Regions from separate parts of the Mus musculus genome. Here all the other regions are linked to region 2. The links are chromatin contacts, called in public Hi-C, HiCAR-type, HiChIP or PLAC-seq, Micro-C and promoter capture Hi-C maps. All regions are on one chromosome and are shown on one strand. The core of a region is the stretch at or near the end of the contact, and the rest is flanking DNA. Distances in the headings are between cores, read along the strand shown. Region 1 overlaps Adgrd1 (adhesion G protein-coupled receptor D1). Region 2 holds the start of Mmp17 (matrix metallopeptidase 17). Region 3 overlaps Adgrd1 (adhesion G protein-coupled receptor D1). Region 4 holds the start of Vkorc1l1 (vitamin K epoxide reductase complex, subunit 1-like 1). Region 5 has its middle 90 kb from the start of Gm34145. Region 6 holds the start of Crcp (calcitonin gene-related peptide-receptor component protein). Region 7 has its middle 65 kb from the start of Gm34145.

Region 1 (3,263 bases), core at 142-2,641, 440 kb after region 2:
CGAGACCACCAACAGCACTGGGAGGGCAGGGCCTGTAATCCCACCGCAATGGAAGGTCATCTCTTCCTCTCAGGCTGGCTTCCCTAATGGTAGCCTGCAAGCCTCCAGACAAGATAGGGAGCTAGGGGATGGGGAGGGCAAAGCCAGGGGTCCACCATTGGCTTCATTTTTTAAAATTACATTTTTATTTATGTGTGTGTGCGTGCACATGCATGGGTGCATGAGTATGTGTGTATTCATTATTTGTACATGTGTGTGCGTGTATGCAAGTGTGTGTGAGTGCCTATGTATGTGTGTGAGTATGTGTGTGTGTGCGTGTGTGTGTGCACACGTGAACGTATGTGAGCATTATTTGTACATGAGTGTGCACATGTGTGTATGTGTGTGCGCACTGTGTATGTGTGCATATGTGTGTGCACGTGTGTGTGTGCATAGGTACGTGTGTGTGTGTTTGCATGTGCACACACAGGCATAGATTAAAGGATAACTTGTAGGAGCCAGCTCTGTCCTTCTACCATGTGAGTCCCCGGCATAAAATTCAGATTGTTGGATCTGGTGGCAGATGCCCCTATCCCCTGAGGTGCCTCGCTGACCCCCACCACTACCTTCTTAAGTAGACTCAGCACTCGAGACAGACCAGTCTTCTCCTGCCTTTGAGAGGGAAGCACATACGATCGATCGATCCCAGAACAGACAGTCCCATTCAGGTCAGTTCTCAGTGCTTCACCTGCTCTTTGGAGGCCTTGGTTGTCTGAGTCTCCCTACTCCCATAAGCCGTCATCTCCTTTCCAACCGGACCAGTCGGCGCACGCATGTGCAGGCAGGCGGGCATCCTGCCCTCCTGCTGCCTCCCCGTGATCATTCCAGCCCTCTCCATCCATTTCCTGCACCTACATTCCAGTCAGGGTATGCTGGGCAGAGCGCACATCTGGGTGGTGAACTCTGTTTGACTGCTGCTGAGGAGTCCCATAAGACCATAGTGGGATAATCATTCTTTAAGGCTCTGTGTTAGTCTGTCCTGGACTACTTATAAAAACTCCATCTCCAGAAGCGAGTCACACACACACACACACACACACACACACACACAAACACACAAACACATGACTCCAAAAGAGATGGAGTGGAGTGAGGGGCTGGAATCTGTCACTGTCACCCACCATGACAACAACCCAAGAGACTTCTCCTGCCCCTCCTCCCTCCCTCCCTCCACACCCCCATGGCATGGCCAGGGGACACCAGAGGGGAAAGGCAAGAGGAAAGGTCTGTTAGAAGCAAGGAGAGCAAGGAATCTCTTTGTAGGTAGATGTGAACTCTCCAGAGGACCAGCTTCTGTGCTATGAGGAGATTGCGTAATACTGGGAGCCCTGTAAACCAGGTTAGGGGGTGGGACCAAGCAGCACTGCTGTGCAGCTGGCAAAGCCAGGGTTTCCGGCAACAGCCTGGAGACACTTTCAAGGCAAACAAGAGGGAGAAAAGCAGGAATGCCTCCCTTGGAAGAGTGTGGAAACAAACTTGTGCCTAACACCTTGGATTTCTTTGTTCCGGCCAGCCTGAGCGTATGCAGGCCCGCGTGTACACATCAACACATCTGCACAAACAGGTGTGCTCTCCTGGGTGTATGGATGCCATAAAACCCTGGTTCTGGGCCAGCTTGCCTGCCCTCTGCCCTCCATGGCTCTTGTCCCCCCTTCCTGTTCCACCTTTTCCTGCCTCCAGAAGGTGGCCCTGACTGTGGTTTCCAATATGCCTCCTTCCGGCTTCCTGATCTCTGCTATCATCCTTGAGTTCCCTCTCCAGGAGCTTCACCCGGAACACTGAGGTTCCCAAGGCCTTGGGGACCCTCTGCTGTGTGCTCAGCAGCACTCCTGAGATGCTAGGTGCCAGCTACAAGCCTTTGAGAGATGCACAGGAAGAAGTGAGCATGCACACGACCACATGAGCATCGTAGGAACAACAGCCCATCAGAGCCCATAATCTGCCATTCTCACCTATGGGTCCAGGGAGCTGTGGGCCTGGGAGGACCAAGCCTGGAGCAAGAGTGGGGTCAAAGCGTGACCAAACCCCAGAAATCTCATCCTGAGATGGAAAGGAATAGGATCATTCGAAACCCTGCCCTGGGGCCTTCATGTCCTGGTCCCTGTCCTCTGTCCCTCACCAGAGGAGGTCATGTAGCTATTAGCCAGGTTAAACTTCCTGTCTCTTTATAAGGTCATGTCCAGCAGCTCCTGGAGTTTATCCTCATACAAATGAGGCATCCCCAGCACCTTGGACCCCATCAATGATACATTTACCCAGATAGCCCCTACTGACCCCCTCAAAGGTTTAAACAGCCTTTGTGTCCCCCCCCCCCAATAAATGGAACCAGTTCTCCAAAGCTGTTCCTGGGTGTGTTCACAACCTGTGCACTTACTGCCAACCAAGATCCTGCCGGTGCACACCGGGCCTGGCTCAGCTTCTCTCCCTCCAGCCCAGCCTGGTGCACAGTGGGCTGGCTACCCTGAAAGGGAGAAGCAGACGCAGGACGGCACTTCCCTACAGGCAGAGCTACATAAAGATGACAGAACCTCAGTGTGAATGAGTATATCGCGACAAATAGCTCATCCTTCCAAAACCAGAGGCGACACTCTTGGGCTCCTAAGCAACGCATGACAGAGCTCAGCTCTGCATCTTGCTTACCCTGCCATGCCTGCTAAGTGACCCTGGGACAGCTGTCCCTCTACTCCAAATAAAATATTGCCACAAGCCAGGGGCATACCCATAAGGGCTGCAGTCGCCTAGAAGAGCCACATGGTTGGCAGGGAATTGGGGGAGGAGGTAGAAACGTCTTCACTCAATGTCAGACCATTGGTGAGGCTCAGCCATGTGCTTCAAGAACTAACTTGGAAGGAAATGGACTCTGGGGAGCAAAATGGGCTCCTTACCCAGCACTGGGCCCACGGACGGCTCGTCACTCCATGCCACAGGCATGCCCACCGACCGTATGGAGAGCCAGTGAGGGAAGCGCCTTTCGCTTACCAGTTTGTGTCTGAGATGCACAGTGATCAGAGGAGAGCCGGATAGGTTCTGGGACAGAGTGGGTGGTGGGGACACCTCCAGGGAGATCAGGTGGCTGGCGACAGACAGCAGGCAGTCTCTGCAGTTCACAGCCTCGGGGATCCTGGGCAATCAGTGGAAATGGGTTACATATAAATAGGGCTCGAGGGAGGGTGTGTAGCTCGACTGTGACATTGAAGCCAAGTGTTCTGAGACTGACATTTGAT
Region 2 (3,150 bases), core at 94-2,593:
CAGATCCAGGGGCAAATGTTGCCAAACTGGAGGTTGCTCCCGCCCCAGTGTCTCCTCCAGCAGGAAATCTCCATGACACCTTGCCTAGACCTGAGGTGTAGGAGTCCTCGTTGCCAACCGCCCGTGGAAAGCGGACTCTGCCAGGACCCCATTAGGATATTGGCTGGCTTGTGCCAATCAGGAAGCCGCGCCTGGCCGGGTCTCCAGATCTAAGGAACCCAGGCCGGGGCCTCCTCCTCCTCCTCGAAAGCGGGCTCTAGTCACCGCGCGCGCCTTTGCAGAGGGCTTCGCGGGCCTGCGGAGCCATAAAGTCTGATCGAAACCTTCCGGGTCTCCTGCGGGTTTCCAAACCCGACTTCAGTCAGGAGGGTGGGCAAGAGGTGGGAAGAAGCCGGTACCCGGGTCCCCAAGCTGGAGTGCCTAGCTAAGCTCTGGCAGTGGGAGTTGGCGGGATGGGGACGGCAGCGGGCTTGACACAGCAGAGGTTGTCACCCGCACCGGCGGGACAAGGCCGATCGCTCCGGTGGAGGAGGGAGACGGGGTCGCGGCACGCTCGCCGTGCGGGAGGCTCTTCTAACATCGTCAGCGGGGCAAACTCGGGAACCCCAGGTTTTCCGGACGCCCACAGGCGCGTCCCCGGCCTGGGGTGCGCGCCCCTGACCTCCCACTCCGGCCGCGAAGCTCGCGGGGCGCACCGCTCCGGGCGTCTGTGACACCGGTCACCCCGCCAGAGGTCTCTGTGGAGCTGCTTTTAACCAGAGACCAGGCTCCGGCTGGGCGACCACCTCCCCGGGGCGCCCGCGGCTGCGGCGCACGACTGCACGGAGCGGGAAAGGGACCGGCATCCTCCTAGACCTGCAAGCGTGAGCCTCGAGCAGCCCGAGCCCCAGCCTCAGTTTCTCTGTCTTAAAAATGGGTTCCCCCCCACACCCCCGCCTCACCGGGATTCGCGCACCTCTCCGAAAGGAGCAAGGGCGAGTCTCCCTTCTCCCTTGCACCTCGTGAGCGCCTGGGGACTCGGCTCCCGAGTGCCCAGGGTCCCGTGCCCCTGTCGTTCACTCACCACCCCGAGGCTGAGGTCCTCCGCGCGGGGCGCGGGCGCTGCGCAGCCCCCATGGGCCGCCAGCGCCAGTACAAGCAGCAGTGGTGGCAGCCCCGGCCCGGGGCGTGGAGGGCCAGGTCCCCGGGGGGACCCAGGTCCCCGCGGGCGGCGTCCCATCCCGCTCTCCCAGGTCGGGTGGCGAGGGTCCCCGCACCCGCCAGCAGCCAGCTCCGCGCCTCGCTCGGCTCCGCGCCCGCACCGCTCCGCTCCGCGGGACTGAGCCGCGCGCCCGCCCGCCTCCGGGGCAGGGCCATGCTAATGTATGCTAATAAACATCGCCCCGCCCACTCCCTTAAAGGGGCCCCCGCGCGGGCGGGACCCGGTAATGGCACAGAAGCTTTGCCCACCCCGAAGGCTGGAGCACTGCTGCAGACAGGGAGCCGGCGGATCGGGCTGCGAGTGTCCTAGAGTTCTCTGCCGTCCTCTGGACGCGCCCCCTGGTCGCCTGCTAGAACCCTTGGTTTAGTTTCAGGTCACTTAGGACCTAAAGACCGCTGCAGCGCGCGTGATGGGCACACGGGGGAGCCCGCGGGCCACAGAGTCTTGGGGCGAGTGGGAGTAAGCACCCCGATTCTGAGAGATCGGAGGTGGGGGAGGGGATTAGTGTGATACAAGAGAGCGTAGGAGGGAGCGGGGGCATGGGGTGGGATGGGATGGGTGAGCGTGGGCGGGAGTAGGGGCTTAGGACGGGAGACTAGGCCGAGAGCACACCTGAGTCCTGTATGGAGCCTTGGGCACAGAGCACCTTTTCCCCTTAGTCCGCCAGGGAGCATCTAGCCTCTGCTGCTGAGGGTCTGCATCAGGTGTGAAAAAAGAGACTTTGTTTTGAGGGGCGGGGAGTGAACCCCCCATGCTTCCGGCGGGCTGGACCCGTTCTATCTCCGTGAGCCGGGAGGCTATGAATAGCAAACATTAGCTGGGATCTGGCACCCGCTCAGCACTTTACAGATGAAATTTTCTTTCTCGCAACCCGTAAGAAGTGGAAACCATAGTTCCCAATTTGTACACAAAGAAACTGAGGTCCAGAGAAAATAATACCTAAGTAGGAGACAATGTGGAGTGACAATGTGGAAACTGGCTGGGCCAAGGGACAGAGTTCAAAACCAGCGCCCTCCCACCCCAAGCCCCCGCCCCAGCGGCTGGGTCTCCAGCCCCTTCCCCGCGGGTTTCTCTAGTCCCTCGGTGTCGTTAGGATTACAGTCTATTTATTGTTTGCACGCGGACACTGAGGTTTAGATGATGCCTCTAAAGGAGAGGGTGGGTGACTCCCTGCTTTGAAGGCAAAGTTCCCTCCCTCAACTCCCAGCTGGTGTCTATCCATACCCTGTTGCTCTCGGGGGTCTGGGTGGTTTGGGGAGAAGATTAGATTCTGCACCAGCTTGAGATGGGTCCGTGGGTTGGGGGGTGGGAGGGCGGGGGTTAGGACCTTGACACGAGAAAGCCCTAGAGACAGAGAGTGCGCAGCCACAAGACAGTAGCATCTCCCGGGTGTTTAGCTATGTGGAACAAACTCCCTATCAACCCGTGGAACAGTACTGCCCACAGTTAGTTAAAAATGGGTCTTCCTATCTCAATTAACCTAATCTGGATAATCCCTTCGAGGCGTGTCCAGAGGCTAACCTAATCTAGATAATCTCTCACAGGTGTGCTGGGAGACTTGTTTCCTAGGAGATCCTACAGCCCGTCAGGTTTACAATATTAATGCATGACATTAGTTCATGCTGCATTAGAAGGAAGGTCGGTTCGGTCCCTAGGGAGAAGATCGATGCTCTCCTGTTAGACAAGAAGAGAGAAACGTATTGCATTCGTAGGCCCTCTGAGATCAGCTTCAAAGCTCGGGTGGCCCCATCTTCTATCTGTTCTGAGGTCTCTGGGCCTCTCCTAAATGATGTCCCTATGTGGAAAGGAAATCTCAGAGAAATGTGGAGCAAATTGGGGACAAAAGAACTGGTTCAGGAATGGGTGGCTCTAGGGGCTCTGGCTCCAGACCCTTGTCCCCTTGACTCTGCCAATTCTAACTGGTACCTCCTCCCAAGGTGCCCTGCCTT
Region 3 (2,996 bases), core at 37-2,536, 460 kb after region 2:
GAGGTGGGAGGCCCCTGGCAGCCCTCTGTTCCTTGGACTCAACTTCACTATGGGTTTTTTTTTTTTAACATTTATTTATTTATTACATGTAAGTACACTGTAGCTGTCTTCAGACACTCCAGAAGAGGACGTCAGATTTCATTATGGATGGTTGTGAGCCACCATGTGGTTGCTGGGATTTGAACTCGGGACCTTTGGAAGAGCAGTCGGTGCTCTTAACCACTGAGCCATCTCGCCAGCCCCCACTATGGGTTTTTAATGCTTTAAAACAAGGAGGCTGCCCAGGGCAACAGCACAGTCATGCCAGACTAGCGTCCATGCACCTGGTCTGCAGAGCCAATGAAGAGGCAGCGTGGGAACCTAGTTTTACTGAGGGCAGGCCACCGTGCTGACTAGGCTGCATAGGAAGGTGGGTGCTCCGCCTAGGCGGCAGCTCCCCTTCCCCCTCCTGCCACTAAAAGATGACGCTGGGGCTGCCATTCTCTTTTGTTTCCAATGGGAACTTGGAAGATCTGACTTTTGACATAAAATCGCAACTCACTCAGAAGGTCATTGAAAATCTAAAAACTCACAGGGCAGGAGCCACCAAACTATCCAAAGGCCTGGCTTGACATAGCATATATGACGTTAACCAACATGGGGTGGCACAATGACTAATAGCCAGCCTCCTGGCTCCATCAGAAACTTCCTTAGGAAGACTCTGAGTCCCCCTTCTCATCAATAGGAAGACTGGCCTCCAAAGGACCTCCTCTATTTTATAAGCCTTGGTGTAAGACATCCTCCTGGGGTTGGCAAAGATGACACGGGGCAGCCCCCCTCTGAAGGACACACAGTGCCCCTGCCCATGGGTCACTGTGGACTGCCAGTGATTACGTCAGAGCTTCCTGCTGGGGATTGTGTAATTTTAGTAATTTTGATGCTCTGAAGAACACTTGGATCCTAAGCAGGGCCAAAGCGTTATTGTGCTTGACTTTGAAAGTGAGAATAACAAAGCCCTTCAGTGAACAAATGAGGAGCAGATGAGGAGAGGATGTTTACAAGTCTCTCTCTGCATCCCTGGCTTGGAAAACAGCACGTGTTCGTTTCAAAGAACCTGCTAGATGCCTGGTGCTTGCCACGGGCCCAAGGCCCATGGGGGTGGGGGTAGGGGGATGAGCTGTTACCTAGGAAACCTTGACCTCAAGCGGTCCTCACTGAGAGCCATCGCTGAAATTCAGATGGAGCCTCCATAAGTACGAAGGCAAAAGTGTTTCCAGCCTTGGGAGTGGGAGAGAATCCAGAAATTTGATATCTTCCCTAGCTGCATTTCCCCACCTTGCAGAGGAGGAGCTATGAGCTCAGCTGAAGCACCCACAGAGCAAACCCAAGTCTCCCAGGATTCTGCAGCTCATTGTTGAAGACTCCTTTGATCCATCAGGCGTCTGTCTCCCAGCAAAATAGTAACTGTTACCCTTCTTGTGTTACAAATGAAGAAATGGAACAAAAGTGGTTGAATATGATACCGATACAGGGTCTATAAAGCTCCAAAGTACAGAGTTAGCACCTGGCCTGACGTCTTAACAGGCTGTGCCACCTCCTTCAAATGGGCCATAAAAGGACCCGAGCTACTTCAAAGACATTGTTCTCAACCTTAATCAATGCTGCAACCCTTTAATACCCCCTCCATAAAATCATTTTCATTGTTACTTCATAACTGTAATTTTGCTACTGTTATTGTTGGCATCAAGAACTGGCTTTACAGTCAGGATCTGCCTTTACGGTCTCGAGTCATCTCTGAATGCAGCGATGACCGTGATGTCACCCATTTGCGTCAGGGACCTGCTCATCTGTTGTCATGGCAACAGAGTCCCAGAGTCCACCTGGTTCATCTCCCACCTCTACCTGCAAGTGACTACATCACAGTCTAAATAAAAGGCATCTTGGCCTTCACTCTTTTCCCCCTTCATCTCTGTCGCCCTCCTTTTGCCCCTTCCCCCCACAATAAACCTCTCTCACTTGGAACTGTACTGGCCTGGCATGGTCTTTCCAGAAGCAAGCTGCGTTTCTTTTTTTTTTTTTCAAAGATTTATTTATTTATTATATGTAAGTACACTGTAGCTGTCTTCAGACACACCAGAGGAGGGCATCTGACCTCATTATAGGTGGTTGTGAGCCACCATATGTTTGCTGGAATTTGAACTCAGAATCTCTGGAAGAGAAGTCAGTGCTCTTAACCGCTAAGCCATCTCACCCGCCTGCAAGCCACGTTTCTAACACAACAGTTATGGATTGTAATGTAGATATCTGGTATGTGACCCCAGTGGGGATGTGTGTGTCTCGACCCATAAGTTGAGAACCCCTGTCCTAGAGTCTTAGTATGAAGGATCCTGGCCTATGCCCTGGCTAGTTTCTGTCCAGGTCCTCTCTGCATGCCACATGAAACCCCTCTGTGGACCTGGTCACCTTCTTCCTCTGATACCTTGCACTTTCCCCAGTGCCCCCTTGGTTCAGATGTCCAGTGTCCAGCTCAGCTAATAGCATACCACAGAGCTTCTCCACTTACTCTGAAACTCAGTCACTTCCCATTGGATCTAAAGGTGAATTCTTAACCAAGATGGCACAATGCCCCAGCCTCTCCTCCTGCCTTACTGCCTGCCTGCTCCCTGATTGGCAGGCTGTCTTCCCCAGAACTTTCCGCACTGTGCTGAGAGCAGCTTCAAGGCCATATCACCCTAAAGGTGCGGAGACAGGGAGATTTAACCACATTTTATCTTCTGCACACAGCTTCTACCTTGATTCCAGACAATAACTGGGCACCAGTTCATGTCACCTTCATTACGCAGAAAACCAGCCTCACATAGGCACTGGGGTAGCAGCAATCACACAGCAAGCTCATAGTCAGGGCTTTGACCTTGGCATGAATGAGGTCACCTTGTGACAAGTATTGTCCTGGCACCTTCTCAAGCTGTGGTCAAGAAGGAGCCCTGTGCCACACTAAATGCGACAGAAGGTCCAGT
Region 4 (3,207 bases), core at 510-3,009, 360 kb before region 2:
ATACACTTAGTGGTTCTCAAGGTGTCTAGTCTAAAAGAAAGTCTAGGAGGCCTCAACCTGGATGCAAATAAAACTCCTGAGGGCTCTTCATCACAGATACATTCTGCACTATAAACTCAATGCATTTAAAAAAAAAAAACAAAACTGCTTAATGAGGCCATAATGACAACCATTTTTCTACTAAAAAGTTACAGGAATTCCACTTATAAGCACGAGCTAGCCTAGCCTAGCTGGTCTATGAAAAGGGCTAAGTGGGAAAGATCAACAGCCTTAAGTTTGCAGATAAGAAACTCCAACCCTAGCTTCTTCAAATACTCCTCCACCAATATGGAGGGCAAAATAAACTAGTGAGCTATATACATTTGTGTCTCCCTAGCATTTATCAAAAGGAGGGAATGTAGTGAAATGTTAAGCACTGTTAACAAACATCAAAATATTAGGGGTAGGACTCTCTATTAAAATGTCAAACTATCTATTCTGCAATAATTCTTTTCACTTTTGCTGGTTTTGATGACTGCTATCAGTTTTTTAAAAAGCCTTTTTTAAAAGTGTAAAATACTTTTTTCTAAGAAAAAAAGCTAGCACACTACATAAAATGTTAACAGGAAAAAAAATCGATGGTATTTTCAAGAAACAAAAAATTGTTTAAATAAACCTGCTTAGCAAAGTTTCGTAAATCTAATCTCTTGCGGATTATTCCGCTAATACTAATCAGCAACATGTAAAAGTCATTCTAAGTCACCCACGGTGGTGCATGCTTGTATTTCCCTACTCAAAAGACTGAGGCAGGGGAATAGCTGTAGAGGTTATAGTCCGATGAGTTTCAGGCCAGTGTGGGTCACAACTCAGATCCTTTCATAAAATAACAGTCATCGTAGTACCTAAAATATCACTATACACAAGGTACTCATCGTTTACTCTAAACTTAAAGTAGACCCGAACTCTGGCCATTTTCCCCCTGCTGGGCACACTTCGTGAAATACACAAGGGAGAAAAATCCAAGAAATCAGATAGGGTTAAGTGCTGGTACCTTCCTCTTCCAGAGTAGGGTCAAATGCGTGTCTACCCGCAAATGTCACTGTCGCCTCCAGAAGGCTGCCAATTCTCCTTAACTCTGAGTACAAAGAGGCCTGAGCACCGAAAACACCTGTCCCGAACAACCCAGAGGATAGTGATAAAAGCCACCGGACATATAGCCCCGGGGTAGCAGAGGTCCCAAGACCCCGGGGATGAATGCTGGCTTCGCCGATCTCTGCATCGGGGGTCTTCACACGCCTCTCTCGGCGACAACAGGGAGAAAAGTCACACCGGCCAGGACGCGCCCGCGCCCTCCCGGCTGCACTGTGCCACCTCATCCCGGAGGCCTGCCCTCAGCCGCCGCCCCCCGGTCACCGCCGTCCGGGTCGCGGCCCGGGCCCCGCTCTCTCAGGCCGGAGCTCCCCGCGCGCTCCCCGCCCCCCGCCGCCGCCCGCGTCGCGCTCCCCTCACTCAAGCCGGGCTACCTGGAGGCCAGGGCGGCGGAGCACTTCACCCAGGGCCCCAGGTCGCAGAGGGCCCGGTGCTCCGGGTCCCTCTCCTTCTCCCGCTCCACGTGGTAGGCGTAGATGGAGAGCAGGATCCCGGCGGCGCACACTGCATACCGGGCCACCCGTTCCCAACGCGGCACCGACACTCTCAGCAGGACGGGCGCCGCCATCTTCCCCCCTCCGCCGCCGCCGCCGCCTCCCTCCGCCTCCACCTCAGACGCCGCCGCCCGTCGGGGCCCGACCCAGCCGCCGCCGCTGCCGCCACCGCCTCCGCCGCCGCCGCCGCCGCCGCCACCACCGCCGCGCCCCATTGGCTCGGTCGCCTCCTCCGGGCCCCGCCCCCACAGGCGCGCGGCCCAACCGCCCCGAGAGGAGTGAGGCGGACTGGGCGGGGAAGGCGCGCGCGGACACAGAGGGAGGGGCGGAGCGCGCAACCGCCAGGGAGGCGGTGCGGCGCATGCGGAGGGCGGGGTCTGAAAGAGGGAAGGGCTTGAGGAGGGGCGGAGCTTGACCAGAATTGGGGCGGAGCGAGAAAGCCGCTCATAAGTGTGGAGGGAGGAGGCGGAGCGCGCAACAGCGGGGAGGTGGTGCGGCGCATGCGGAGGGCGTGGCTGACGGTGGGCGTGGTTTGATTTTAAAGGGGCGGGTGGGAAAACCGCGCGCGGGCGGGGAAGAGGCGGAGGTTGTAAGCAGCCAGGGTTGCGTGGCGCAAGTGAAGGGTGGTGCTGAGAAATGGGGTTCGTTACACTGGAGGGCGCGGTCAGAAGGGAGGCGGAACAAGGTGGGGCGGGAGCGAAGGGAAGGGGCGGAGCGCAAAAACTCTGGTGTGCTGGATGGGGCAGGGGCGTGACCAGGAAGGATGAGGGGTGTGGCCTAGGAAAGGGGTGAGGCGAGAGGTGGTTTGGCTTAATCTTAGGGTCTGTTACAAGGGATCGATTTCAAAGATACTACTACAATGCTTGACTGGGCAAGCCCTTGGCTCCTGGTAGCAATCAGTTGCCTTTCTGCACACACACACATTTCCGTCGTTATCACTTGATATTTCTTATCCAATCCAAATTGTCCCTGACCAATGGCTCCAGAGCTCCAGAGACACGTTTGTGTGACATGATCTTCCCCAGGCACCACCTCCAGGCGTCTTGTGTTCAACATGTGAGAAACTTTTTTCTTAAATGCGCAAAACTATTTTTACATTTAAAAAAACCTATTTTTAAATGGGTTCATGAATACTTCTCTATAATTTGGATTTGATGTGGCTTTAACATAATCCATACTAAAAGGATAAAAATGAACTTTAAAAAAAAAGCTCAAAAACTTGGAAAAAGGGAAATCAGAAGAAAACGAAACGTGAGGAGGTCATAGAGGCTTGCAAAATTGTTAAAATTGAGCCATAACTGATTCTGAGCTTCCTTGCTGTCAAAACTGGACAGGAAAACCCATGTAAGGATATCTGTGTCTACAAAGAAACAAGCTGTTGATGGAGATTGCTAGCTTTTGCTTCAATGCAGCTCTTAGGCTTTGGGGGCATCACCTAGTGATTTTGATTAATAAGTAATGTTCTTCAATTAATTATACAATGTTGGATAACAAATCACCCCAATTTTTTGCAGCTTTAAGCAAGCTAATAAACTGGGTGTCTGTTTGTTTTGTTTGGGGTTTTTTTTTTTTCATTTTCTCTGCG
Region 5 (2,945 bases), core at 427-2,926, 370 kb after region 2:
GGAGGGAGGGAGAAGGGAGGGAGGGAGACTTAGCAGTTTCTTTTAAGAAAAAAATTTATAGCTGGGCAGTGGTGGCACACGCCTTTAATCCCAGCACATGGGAGGCAAAGGCAGGCAGATTTCTGAGTTCAAGGCCAGCCTGGTCTACAGAACACCTTGGGGGAGCGGAGGGGACTATACAGAGAAACCCTGTCTCGAAAAACAAAACAAAACAAAAAAAATTATCTGTGTGCTTGTGTGTGAGCGAATATGAGTGCAGGTACTCAAGGAGTCCAGAAGAGGGCAGCAGATCCCTTGGAGCTGGAGTGACATGTTCTTGGGAGGTCCCAAACCCCCATGCTAAGAACCTATTCAAGAGCAGTGTGTAGACTTAGTCACTAAGCCATCTGTCCAGCCTCCAATTGTTTGGAAGGTTGTTTTGTTTGGTTTTGTCTTTGTGTGTGTGTGTGTGGGTGTGTGTGTGTGGGGGGGGTATTGGTTTTGCTGAGTTGGCTGATTTTTTGTTTTGTTTTGTTTTGTTTTATCTCTGCTGTGCCCTCCAATCCCTTTCTCCCACTAGTTTTAGCTTTTATTTTGCTCATTTTTAGAGTATGAAGTCAGATCATAGATTTGCCCTTTTCTCTTTTAACGTTGATGCTCACAGCAGTATATTACCCTGACGGAGCTGCTTTCCCCCATGGTCTGAAAGTTTGGTATCTTTTTTTTTTTTTCTTTATTTCATTCTAAAAGTCTTTCCCTCAGGACTTCTTTTTCTAACAGCTCTTGAAAGTGCATGGCTCAGTGTGTTCGTCTATCTCTGCTCTCTTCCTCCCCTCTGTGACTAGCTTCAGTCAACTCTTGTGTTGTTAATCATTTGAAACAAATCAAAAAACAAAGGTCTGTCCTGGGCAGTGCTCCACATGGGCTTGTGTCTGTGGGTGTTGGCAGTGTGATCCTAATCTAGCGGGTCCAGCTGGACCGTGGAGTCCAAAGCCTCCGTTCTGTTTTCAACCTTGTTAAACTGCACTCTGTTACGGAGAGCATCTCCTTGCCTGGGTAGCTACTGCAATGAACTCCAGTTCCTCAGAGCGCCCTTACAGCTGGGCCTGCCCCTCCCCCATGGGAGGAACTACCCCTTTGTCTCCTGCCCCTATAACCCAGCTCACTATTATCTTAGGAAGGCCCAGGCACTGGGGGGCAGGAGGGCGGCTGCTGTGGCTTCACCTCCCAGACATGGGGTTGGGGACTGTGGCTTTCTCGCCGAGATGCAAAGGAGATGCCAGTGGTGAGGCTGGACACCAAGGGACACAGCTGAGATGTGACACACGGATGAGAAAGCATTAATTATCTGGAAATAGAATTCAAAATATTTTAGATGGAGTCAAATTAGCCTCCAGCTGGGATTCTGGCGGAGCAGATGTCACCCTGTCATATCTCACTGCCTCTGCCTCCCCTGAATCTCTGCCACCTGAGTTTAATTCACAGAACTTAGCCCAGTTCTTGTGCTCAAACTCCACACAAGAGAGGTCTGGCCCTGGTGCAGTCATAGAAGCCAATGGTGAGGGGGAGGACGGGGGGGGGGGGGGGGGGGCGGGGAGCAAAGTTCCAGGCTCCACCCAGCTAAGTCTTGTCCTGGACACAGGCTGTCATCATGAAATCCATATGGGCTCCAGAAAGGACAGTGCCTCTCCCCACAGGATGCAGACAATGTTCTGGGACTCACTCCTGCACCTGAGATGACAAAGAGGAATTCCCCGCTGCTCTGTAAGTGATGGTGTGTGGCTCAGCCCTGCCAGCGAGAGGATAAATGGCCCTCGGGAGCGCCTGTGAATGTGTGAAAGCCCAGATCATAAAGAGCAGTTTTCTTAACAAAATCAATCTTCAGATGTATGGTTTTCACAGTCGGGATGGGAAAGGCACAAAACATGGTAATCGTAACAGGGAAAAAAAAAAAAAAACCAAAACCAAAAACACTCTAGCAACGAAAACACTCTAGCAGATCCAAGAGCTTTCTGTGCTGGGTCTCCACCAAGTTTGTTTACAAATGGCAGCATCGGTCCTGCAAGGGGGTTGGTGGGGGGGCGACTCCCTCACGAGGCCCTTGCTCATCTGATGCGCCTGTCAGGACTCTGCAAAATGCTGTGCTGGTCCCTCCTGGACACGCCCTTCTCCTGCCTGACTCTTGTCAATCTCAAGGTCAGCCCCGCCCCTGACAATGAATGCTACCAGCTCGGAGCAGTTTTCCTCTGCGTTCAGAAACGCGGCCTCCCACATCTCCGACCTCAAAAATGACCTCTCACGTCACGGCTCAGAGGTTTCTCCCTGTTTTATGGGTCAGAAATCGGACACATAGGTCATAGCTCAGGGTTGCTCGCCTCTCTGGAGATCTGAGGGGAAGCCCTCAGGGTGTAGGAGAATTGGGTGCTTGTGGCTTTAACGCTGAGGTCCCTCTTCCCCTATGGCTGCCAGTTGAGGCTTTACCAACTTGCTGGGTCCCGTGTTCCCTGTAGCTTACATCTCTGTCCTCAAAGCTGTTTCTTCCTTCTAGCTCACTGGGGGCGGTCTACCTGGCAATTATCCTTCCAGATGGAGTCATGTGGTGATTGATGCTGCCCCACCCTGGGTCCTCCAAGCTCCTTCTTGGATCCAGTCCCACAGTATCTTTCCCCAGACTGGTGACATGCTCAGGTTCTGGGGATTCCAGTGAACACCTAAGGGACTGTTACTCTGCCAACCACAGCATCAGGAGTGGAGTGGAGCTGAGGTTGTCCTGACTCCATTCCCCCACACAAGGTGTCCCATGACCCCATGGGTGCTTCTCCATCCACCATAGCCTACTAGAAGCTCAATCTTCCCAAGGTTAACAGCTTCCAGAGGTTCACCACTGAACTTGAGTCTATATGTAGTGAGTGCCTCAGATGTGGGATTCTGGGGTACAGTGGACAGACGTTGACGGAGCTGGTCCC
Region 6 (2,977 bases), core at 39-2,538, 450 kb before region 2:
CTCAGGAGGCAGAGGCAGATGGATATCTGAGTTCAAGGCCAGCCTGGTCTAAAAAGCGTGGTCCAGGACAGCCAGAGCTCTACCGAAAAACCTTGTCTGGAGGGAGTGGGGGGGAAACTTGGCCTGGTTTTCTGGTTGGTCTTAACTGTCAACTTGAAACAGCTTGGAATCATCAAAAGGAGACGAAGCTTCAATGACAAACTGCCTTTTATCAGGCTGGTCTATGGGCATGTCCATGAGGGATCGTCTTGATTATTAAATGATGCAGGAGGGTACAACCTGGCCAACTGGTGGTGGCACAGGCTTTTAATCCCAGCACTTGGGAGGCAGAGGCAGACGAATTTCTGAGTTTGAGGCCAACCTGGTTTACAAAGTGAGTTCCAGGACAGCCAGGGCTACACAGAGAAACCCTGTCTCAAAAAAACAAACAAACAAACAAACAAACAAAAATTAGAAAATGCCAGAGAGTAAACCAGCCATCAGAGTTCTTGAACTGTTTCTGAAGCTTCGGTTTCCTGCCTCGAGTTCCTGCCCTGACTTCCCTCAATGATGGACTGTGTCCTGGAAGTGTAAGATGTAATAAAAACCTTTCTATTCCTAAATTGCTTTGGTCATGGTGTTTGTCACAGCAACCGAAAGAAAACTAGCACACCCAGTACGATCACAACCCTGGGTACCTTCCTCAAATTTCCAAAATAACAATAGCGATAATGGCTGGCGATGCAGGTCGGTGGCAAAGCCTTTGCCCAGCAAAGTCCTGGGTACCATTTCCACCATCACAAAACGATGATGGTGATGATGCTGGCTGGGAATATGACTCAGTCAGTAGTAGAGTGTTTCCCTAGCGTATGCAAAGTCCACATCCCAAGATAGTAATGATAATGACTGGGACGTTATCTCTGGGTCGCACTACTTCCAGACCGCGTGCACGGTCTTGGGATCCATTCCCAGAACCAAAAGAAAGAAAAAAAGGAAACCTCTCTATCCTTTCAACATTCCCCTCCCCAAAAGATGTGGGAGGCGAGCGAGTTCCCAAGCAGCAGGGTCCCTCCCCTGCCGCCCCACTTCCAGGCACTTCCGGCCCGTGCACCCCGCCCACCCGTCCTGCTCGCGGGTCCCGAGGTCTAGCCGCCGGCCGCTTCGCGGTCCCCAGATGATCCTGGCTTCCCCTGGTCGTGTCGCTTACACTTCCATGTTGCCTCTGCCTCAGCGTACGCAACCGCCGTGAGAAGAGTCTCACGTTGCGCCGGCGCTGCTCTGCTCACCGGTTCCGTGTGTGTGCCGCAAGGCACGCTGGGACCGCCGGGGTGCATGCCGGGATCGCTGCGGGGCACGCCCGGTTCTTCCTTAATTCTAGGTGTCCCTATCCTGGTCTAATTTCAGACTGTCGAGCGTTTTCGTAGTGCAGGTTTTGTTAGGATTTGCCTTGGCCGCATTAAAATCCCTAAACCGGTCATACTGGCTCATACCTGTAAACCCAGCAGTAGAGAGGCTGAGGCAGGAGAAGTGTTAGGAGTTTCTGGCCAGCCTGAGCTACATAATGACTTTCAAGCCATGGGGGCTATTTGAGACTTTGTGTTTTTGTTTTTGTTAAAAACAAAAAACACATGCCGGCCAGTGGTGGCGCACGCCTTTAATCCCAGCACTTGGGAGGCAGAGGCAGGCGGATTTCTGAGTTCGAGGCCAGCCTGGTCTACAAAGTGAGTTCCAGGACAACCAGGGCTACATAGAGAAACCCTGTCTCAAAAAAACAGAAAACAAAACCAAAAAAAAAAAAAAAAAAAAAACCAAACAAAATGAAACAAAACAAAAAACATAAGCCAGGCAAGGTAGCACAAGCCTCTAATTCCAACAAGGGGGAAAGAAGGAGGCAGAGAAAAGAGAAACCCAGTCTCAACAGACAGAAATAGAACTGGGGGAATGGTTTAAGCACGTAGGAAGCTGAGGCAGGTGGAATGCCTTGAGTTTGAGGACAGCTTGGGCAACATGGTGAATTCTAGTCAACGTAGGCTATGTAGAGATCCCGTTTCCCATACAACCGTTAAAAATTGGGAGTTGGGGGGGAGAGACAGATTTTCATTAAGTAGCCTTTCAGACTCAGAGATCTGCCTGCCTCTGCCTCCCAGTGCTGAGATTGGTGTGAGTGTTAAAATGGTTTGCAGGGGATAATGTATTAGAAATAGAGGGTGTCTGGCTGGTATGGTGGCACATGCCTTTAATCCCAGCACTTTGGAGGCAGAGACAGACAGATTTCTGAGTTCTTAGTTCAAGGCAGCCTGGTCTACAGAGTGAGTTCCAGGACAGCCAGGGCTACACAGAGAAACCCTGTCTCAAAAAAACAAAAAGAAAAGAAAACTCTGTCTCATAAAAACCAACACATGTGTGTGTGTGTGTGTGTGTGTGTGTGTGTTCAACAGGTACATCCAAGAATGATGGTATTTGAAAATAAGAAAAAATTAAATTAAAAAATTATCAAGTAAATAAAATGTCATCATAACGTAAGACTGAATGGTGCCCTGTACCTGTCTTGAGGAGAATGGGTCCCACAATGGTGTTCATGGTGTTACTCGCTCAACAGTCTTACCGTGATTGCCCACTGGGTGCTGGTGATTCAGATGTGAATAATACACACTCTCCAAGCTAGCTGACAGCCCAGTTGGAGGACCAGTTCAGGGCATAAATAACACACTGTGTTTAGACTCCAGCACAGTCAGGGGAATGACTAACAAGGACAAAGAGGCGTCCCAAAGCCAAGAGTGTTTGAGGTGCATTGAAAGAGGATCGTTCAAAACCAAGGCTTCAGAGATAGACTCGTGGAAGACAGGCTAGTGCCTCGGAGAGCACCGCCATAAATTGGTTCAGAGATGAATGCAAGTAGGGGAGTTGGCTGGCACCCATGTTCAAATGGCATCCACCTAGACACCTGGGCAGTGAGCTCAACCTGGTTGATACATCAGTGAGTGTCCTGAACTATCTG
Region 7 (3,092 bases), core at 273-2,772, 340 kb after region 2:
CATGTCCTGTGTACAGGGTCATGCACACCGGAGTGTGGGACCATGTTGTTAAGTGAGAACAAACAATGGGATTAAGGTGAACTCAAGGGTTAATTTAAGGGGCCAGGTCAGAAACTCTGAGCAAGGTAGATAAAAGGGATTGCAGCTGGGTATGGTGATAGATGTCTATTTGACTCCCCGGGCATCTGCTCAAGCTTCCAGGTGATTGTGTCCCCCGACAAAGAATTGCACCAGAGACATACGGTTGGACATAGCAATTGAGACGTTTTATTAAGAGAAAGAGGTTTCTGCAGCGCTCAGAGAGAGCATCTGGCTCAGGTGAAAAGAGCCCTTGGCAAGCAATTGCAGCTCTGAGCTGGTGACAGAAACCAGGAGGGGCCCTCAAGATGTTCTCTTTATAGCTAAGGGGAGAAGAAGCACCCCCGAGGGATAGTGACATCACCCTCCTGGGGAAGTTTACATGCTGGGGACTGGGTCTACTTAATTTACTTGATCTGTTCTCAATTGGCCCAACATGCCTGTTTACCTGGGCAGGCTGCTCAGATCTCAGAAGCGCCTGCTCCAAATCTCTCCGTGTCCCACTTTTCCTTTGAGGGGGAGGCTATGGCTATGCAGCCCCGAGGACAAGGCAGAGGGGTGGCAGCGGGTGATTGGATGGGGACAGCGGAGCTGCCCAAAGCAATATCAGGATTTTAGTTCAAGACTTGGAACAAGATGCCAGGCAGGCAAAATCGTGTGGCATCCACAACAGGCCACAATGAAAGTGATGCAGGTGAGAGGTGGGGGGAGGTCCCTCCCGGCCTGGGGCGGTTCTTTGTGGCACGAAATACTTGTGCTAAGTCCCCCTTTCATTAATGAGTCCCCTGGAGGGCTGATGTTTGACACTCCCAGACTGTGCCTGGAGTGTCACCTGCTCTTGCTTATTGTCTCACATGCAAAACTGCTTTGGAATCTACAATTCTGGGATTCTTCATCTTCTGTGACCAAGGCTTCTTTCAATGTGGCTATGATCCAGTTCACTTCCTTAGCCATGGCTAGACCAGCAGGTTAGCAGGTTTCTGGGGGTGAACTGGAAGATCCTGGAAGCGTTTGTGTGTAAGATGCATATGTGTGTGTGTGTGTGTGTGTGTGTGTACATACAGGTTCATGTGTACATGTATGTCCATGTACAAGGAGATGCCAGACAACACCTGAGCTGCCATTCCTCTGGTGTAGTTTGCATTGTTTGTTTGAGGCAGGGTCTCTCATTGAGACCCTGGAGTCATCAAGTAGGCTAGGCTCAATGGCTCCACAGCCTAGGAACCTACATTTCTCCACCTCTTCTGTGTCAGGAGAGCAAGTACACATGCCTCATGCAGCTGGCATTTTACATGGGCCCTGAGGACCAAACTCAGGCCCTTCACATGCAAGGCAAGCTCTTTACAAGCTGAGTCACCTCCCCAGTTGGTTGGGGGGGGGGAGTTTTAAGCATCTGCCCCGGTTGTTTTCAGCCGCCATTGAGGTCCTGGGAACATTTTATTACTAGAGGAGGAATCAAGGTTACATCTTTCACAGGAATAGCAAGGCAGCCCTGACTCCCAGACTGTTTAAAGCAAGCTCTGATGTGAGACCTGGGCTTTTTGCCCTTGAAACTGTAGCAACCAGCACCATGGGCAGGGTCTCTGTGAGCTTGACCTTGAGGTTTTAAATGAAGCTCTACCGGGCACTCCTTCCTGCATCTCCTTGGCCTCCAAGGAAGAGGGAATTAAAGACCCTGTGAAGCATACCCTTTGATTTGCTAATTCCTGGGAAAGGGAGCCAAGAATTGTCCTTTGGGGCTTAGAACACAGAAGCAAAGGCTCCAGGAAATGTGGGCAGCTCAGTAGGCTGTGAGTGGCACGTGGTCAGTGGAAGATACTGAGGTTCGAGGTCACTGCTAGGTGACATCACAAGATCTGCATCTCCAGGAGCCTCCTGAGAGATCCAACCTCCAGAGGCCAACAGAAGCCTGGCAGAGTGAGAACCTGGCCCTATGCTCCCAGCTTATCGGAGCTGCAGGGGGCTGCCTGGGCTTCATGTGCCTCAGGGTGCTGAAGTTTCACCCTGAGCCGTCTTCAGGCTTGTCACCTCATAAACACTTCCGAATAACGGTGGCAAAGCCACCTTATCCACATCCTGCTGGGGCTTCCTCTGCTTCCAGCCAAGAGCGGTTTCCCGTCATGCTAATGAAAAGTTTAGCTGGAACAGAAGTGAGGTTTAAAAGAGAAATATCGAGGAGGCCATGCTGGGAGCACGGAAGGTGCGGGGGACGCCGGGACTGGAGATTTGAAATCAGGCCAATTTCTTCATCCTACAGAAGGGGAAACAGAGGCCTGGAGAAGTGGTAGGCCTCACCTAGGTCACAGAGCTAGAGGCTAGCACCAAGGTGCCTGTCACTGGCAGGAGGCATCTGAGACAGTATAGTATCTGTACTGGCTAGTTTTGTGTCAACTTGACACAGCTGGAGTTATCACAGAGAAAGGAGCTTCAGTTGGGGAAATGCCTCCATGAGATCCAGCTGTAAGGCATTTTCTCAGTTAGTGATCAAGGGGGAAAGGCCCCTTGTGGGTGGGACCATCTCTGGGCTGGTAGTCTTGAGTTCTATAAGAGAGCAGGCTTGAGCAAGCCAGGGGAAGCAAGCCAGTAAAGAACATCCCTCCATGGCCTCTGCATCAGCTCCTGCTTCCTGACCTGCTTGAGTTCCAGTCCTGACTTCCTTTGGTGATGAACAGCAGTATGGAAGTCTAAGCCGAATAAACCCTTTCCTCCTCAACTTGCTTCTTGGTCATGATGTTTGTGCAGGAATAGAAGCCCTGACTAAGACAGTATCCTTACCTCCATGGGAGTGTGACCGCTTCTCTTCTTTGCCCAGCATGGGGTTTCCAGAACCAAAATCTCTGAAGAGTACATCTCAGTTTATAGCATGGATATGTACCCAGAATGCTAGGCTGAGGATGCTGGCTTTGCCCTCAGTCTGTGGTGCTATGGAGGACAGTAAGCTTTCAAAGGGTGAGGCTAGCGGAAGTGTTCTCAAACATGTGCTCTGTCTGTCTGTCTGTCTGTCTCTGTCTCTG

What was found. Promoter capture Hi-C pulls out the DNA fragments that hold promoters and counts their contacts. Hi-C and Micro-C count contacts between places; a contact is called where the count stands out from the background. HiCAR-type assays count read pairs that join an accessible place to other places. HiChIP or PLAC-seq counts read pairs in DNA pulled down with a chosen protein or histone mark.
Region 1: a Hi-C map of cerebral cortex shows a contact between it and region 2, with 2.4 times the contacts expected there. The contact joins the enhancer-like site here to the promoter of Mmp17 in region 2. A contact is called at or near these places in 5 of 39 promoter capture datasets (the SN4741 cell line, cranial neural crest, embryonic stem cells and 1 more), 4 of 484 Hi-C or Micro-C datasets (DN2 thymocytes, cerebral cortex, cortical neurons and 1 more), 16 of 115 datasets of contacts at active chromatin or transcription factors (SST interneurons, craniofacial prominence, embryonic basal ganglia and 9 more) and 2 of 9 other capture datasets (liver and pancreatic islet).
Region 3: a Hi-C map of cortical neurons shows a contact between it and region 2. The contact joins the enhancer-like site here to the promoter of Mmp17 in region 2. A contact is called at or near these places in 5 of 39 promoter capture datasets (the HPC-7 cell line, HPC-7-derived erythroid cells, the SN4741 cell line and 3 more), 3 of 484 Hi-C or Micro-C datasets (cerebral cortex, cortical neurons and embryonic stem cells) and 10 of 115 datasets of contacts at active chromatin or transcription factors (astrocytes, craniofacial prominence, embryonic basal ganglia and 7 more).
Region 4: a contact with region 2 is called in a Micro-C map of embryonic stem cells, with 4 times the contacts expected there. The contact joins the promoter of Vkorc1l1 here to the promoter of Mmp17 in region 2. A contact is called at or near these places in 2 of 39 promoter capture datasets (neutrophils and pre-B cells) and 4 of 484 Hi-C or Micro-C datasets (CD4 T cells, CD8 T cells, embryonic stem cells and 1 more).
Region 5: a contact with region 2 is called in an H3K4me3 HiChIP or PLAC-seq map of neural tube, with 4 times the contacts expected there. The contact joins the enhancer-like site here to the promoter of Mmp17 in region 2. A contact is called at or near these places in 8 of 39 promoter capture datasets (the C10 cell line, the HPC-7 cell line, the SN4741 cell line and 4 more), 3 of 484 Hi-C or Micro-C datasets (the N1E-115 cell line, cortical neurons and embryonic stem cells), 17 of 115 datasets of contacts at active chromatin or transcription factors (SST interneurons, craniofacial prominence, differentiating embryonic stem cells and 9 more) and 3 of 9 other capture datasets (embryonic stem cells, liver and pancreatic islet).
Region 6: a promoter capture Hi-C map of pre-B cells shows a contact between it and region 2, with 3 times the contacts expected there. The contact joins the promoter of Crcp here to the promoter of Mmp17 in region 2. A contact is called at or near these places in 2 of 39 promoter capture datasets (cranial neural crest and pre-B cells).
Region 7: a contact with region 2 is called in a HiCAR-type map of embryonic stem cells, with 4 times the contacts expected there. The contact joins the enhancer-like site here to the promoter of Mmp17 in region 2. A contact is called at or near these places in 1 of 39 promoter capture datasets (embryonic stem cells), 2 of 15 datasets of contacts at CTCF or cohesin (embryonic stem cells and stem cell-derived epiblast-like cells), 10 of 484 Hi-C or Micro-C datasets (the G1E-ER4 cell line, the N1E-115 cell line, brain and 5 more), 15 of 115 datasets of contacts at active chromatin or transcription factors (VIP interneurons, astrocytes, craniofacial prominence and 8 more) and 1 of 9 other capture datasets (embryonic stem cells).

What each region holds. Positions count from the first base shown.
Region 1 is chr5:129,143,864-129,147,126 of GRCm38.p6, reverse strand. It overlaps Adgrd1 (adhesion G protein-coupled receptor D1), which reads right to left. Exons shown (of 25, transcript NM_001347486.1): 13 at 3,019-3,160. Among named protein-coding and RNA genes, the nearest start is that of Gm46923, 29 kb to the right of the region's middle. Within about 2 kb of position 1,391, at least 27 of the 459 cell types and tissues checked have an H3K27ac peak or open chromatin away from gene starts, as enhancers often do. A contact at or near this core is called in SST interneurons, cerebral cortex and pancreatic islet, where this site is marked.
Region 2 is chr5:129,582,362-129,585,511 of GRCm38.p6, reverse strand. It overlaps Mmp17 (matrix metallopeptidase 17), which reads right to left and starts at 1,343. Exons shown (of 10, transcript NM_011846.5): 1 at 1,064-1,343. The coding sequence starts at 1,219.
Region 3 is chr5:129,122,606-129,125,601 of GRCm38.p6, reverse strand. All of the region lies in intron 5 of Adgrd1 (adhesion G protein-coupled receptor D1), which reads right to left. Among named protein-coding and RNA genes, the nearest start is that of Gm46923, 7.4 kb to the right of the region's middle. Within about 2 kb of position 1,286, at least 23 of the 459 cell types and tissues checked have an H3K27ac peak or open chromatin away from gene starts, as enhancers often do. A contact at or near this core is called in cerebral cortex and cortical neurons, where this site is marked.
Region 4 is chr5:129,940,661-129,943,867 of GRCm38.p6, reverse strand. It overlaps Vkorc1l1 (vitamin K epoxide reductase complex, subunit 1-like 1), which reads right to left and starts at 1,759. Exons shown (of 3, transcript NM_027121.4): 1 at 1,503-1,759. The coding sequence starts at 1,696.
Region 5 is chr5:129,216,897-129,219,841 of GRCm38.p6, reverse strand. No RefSeq gene overlaps it. Among named protein-coding and RNA genes, the nearest start is that of Gm34145, 90 kb to the left of the region's middle. Within about 2 kb of position 1,676, at least 26 of the 459 cell types and tissues checked have an H3K27ac peak or open chromatin away from gene starts, as enhancers often do. A contact at or near this core is called in the N1E-115 cell line and neural tube, where this site is marked.
Region 6 is chr5:130,027,617-130,030,593 of GRCm38.p6, reverse strand. It overlaps Crcp (calcitonin gene-related peptide-receptor component protein), which reads right to left and starts at 1,288. Exons shown (of 6, transcript NM_007761.2): 1 at 1,187-1,288. The coding sequence starts at 1,194. It overlaps Gm40334 (a long non-coding RNA gene), which reads left to right and starts at 2,486. Exons shown (of 3, transcript XR_868562.1): 1 at 2,486-2,956.
Region 7 is chr5:129,241,096-129,244,187 of GRCm38.p6, reverse strand. No RefSeq gene overlaps it. Among named protein-coding and RNA genes, the nearest start is that of Gm34145, 65 kb to the left of the region's middle. Within about 2 kb of position 1,522, at least 8 of the 459 cell types and tissues checked have an H3K27ac peak or open chromatin away from gene starts, as enhancers often do. A contact at or near this core is called in embryonic stem cells, where this site is marked.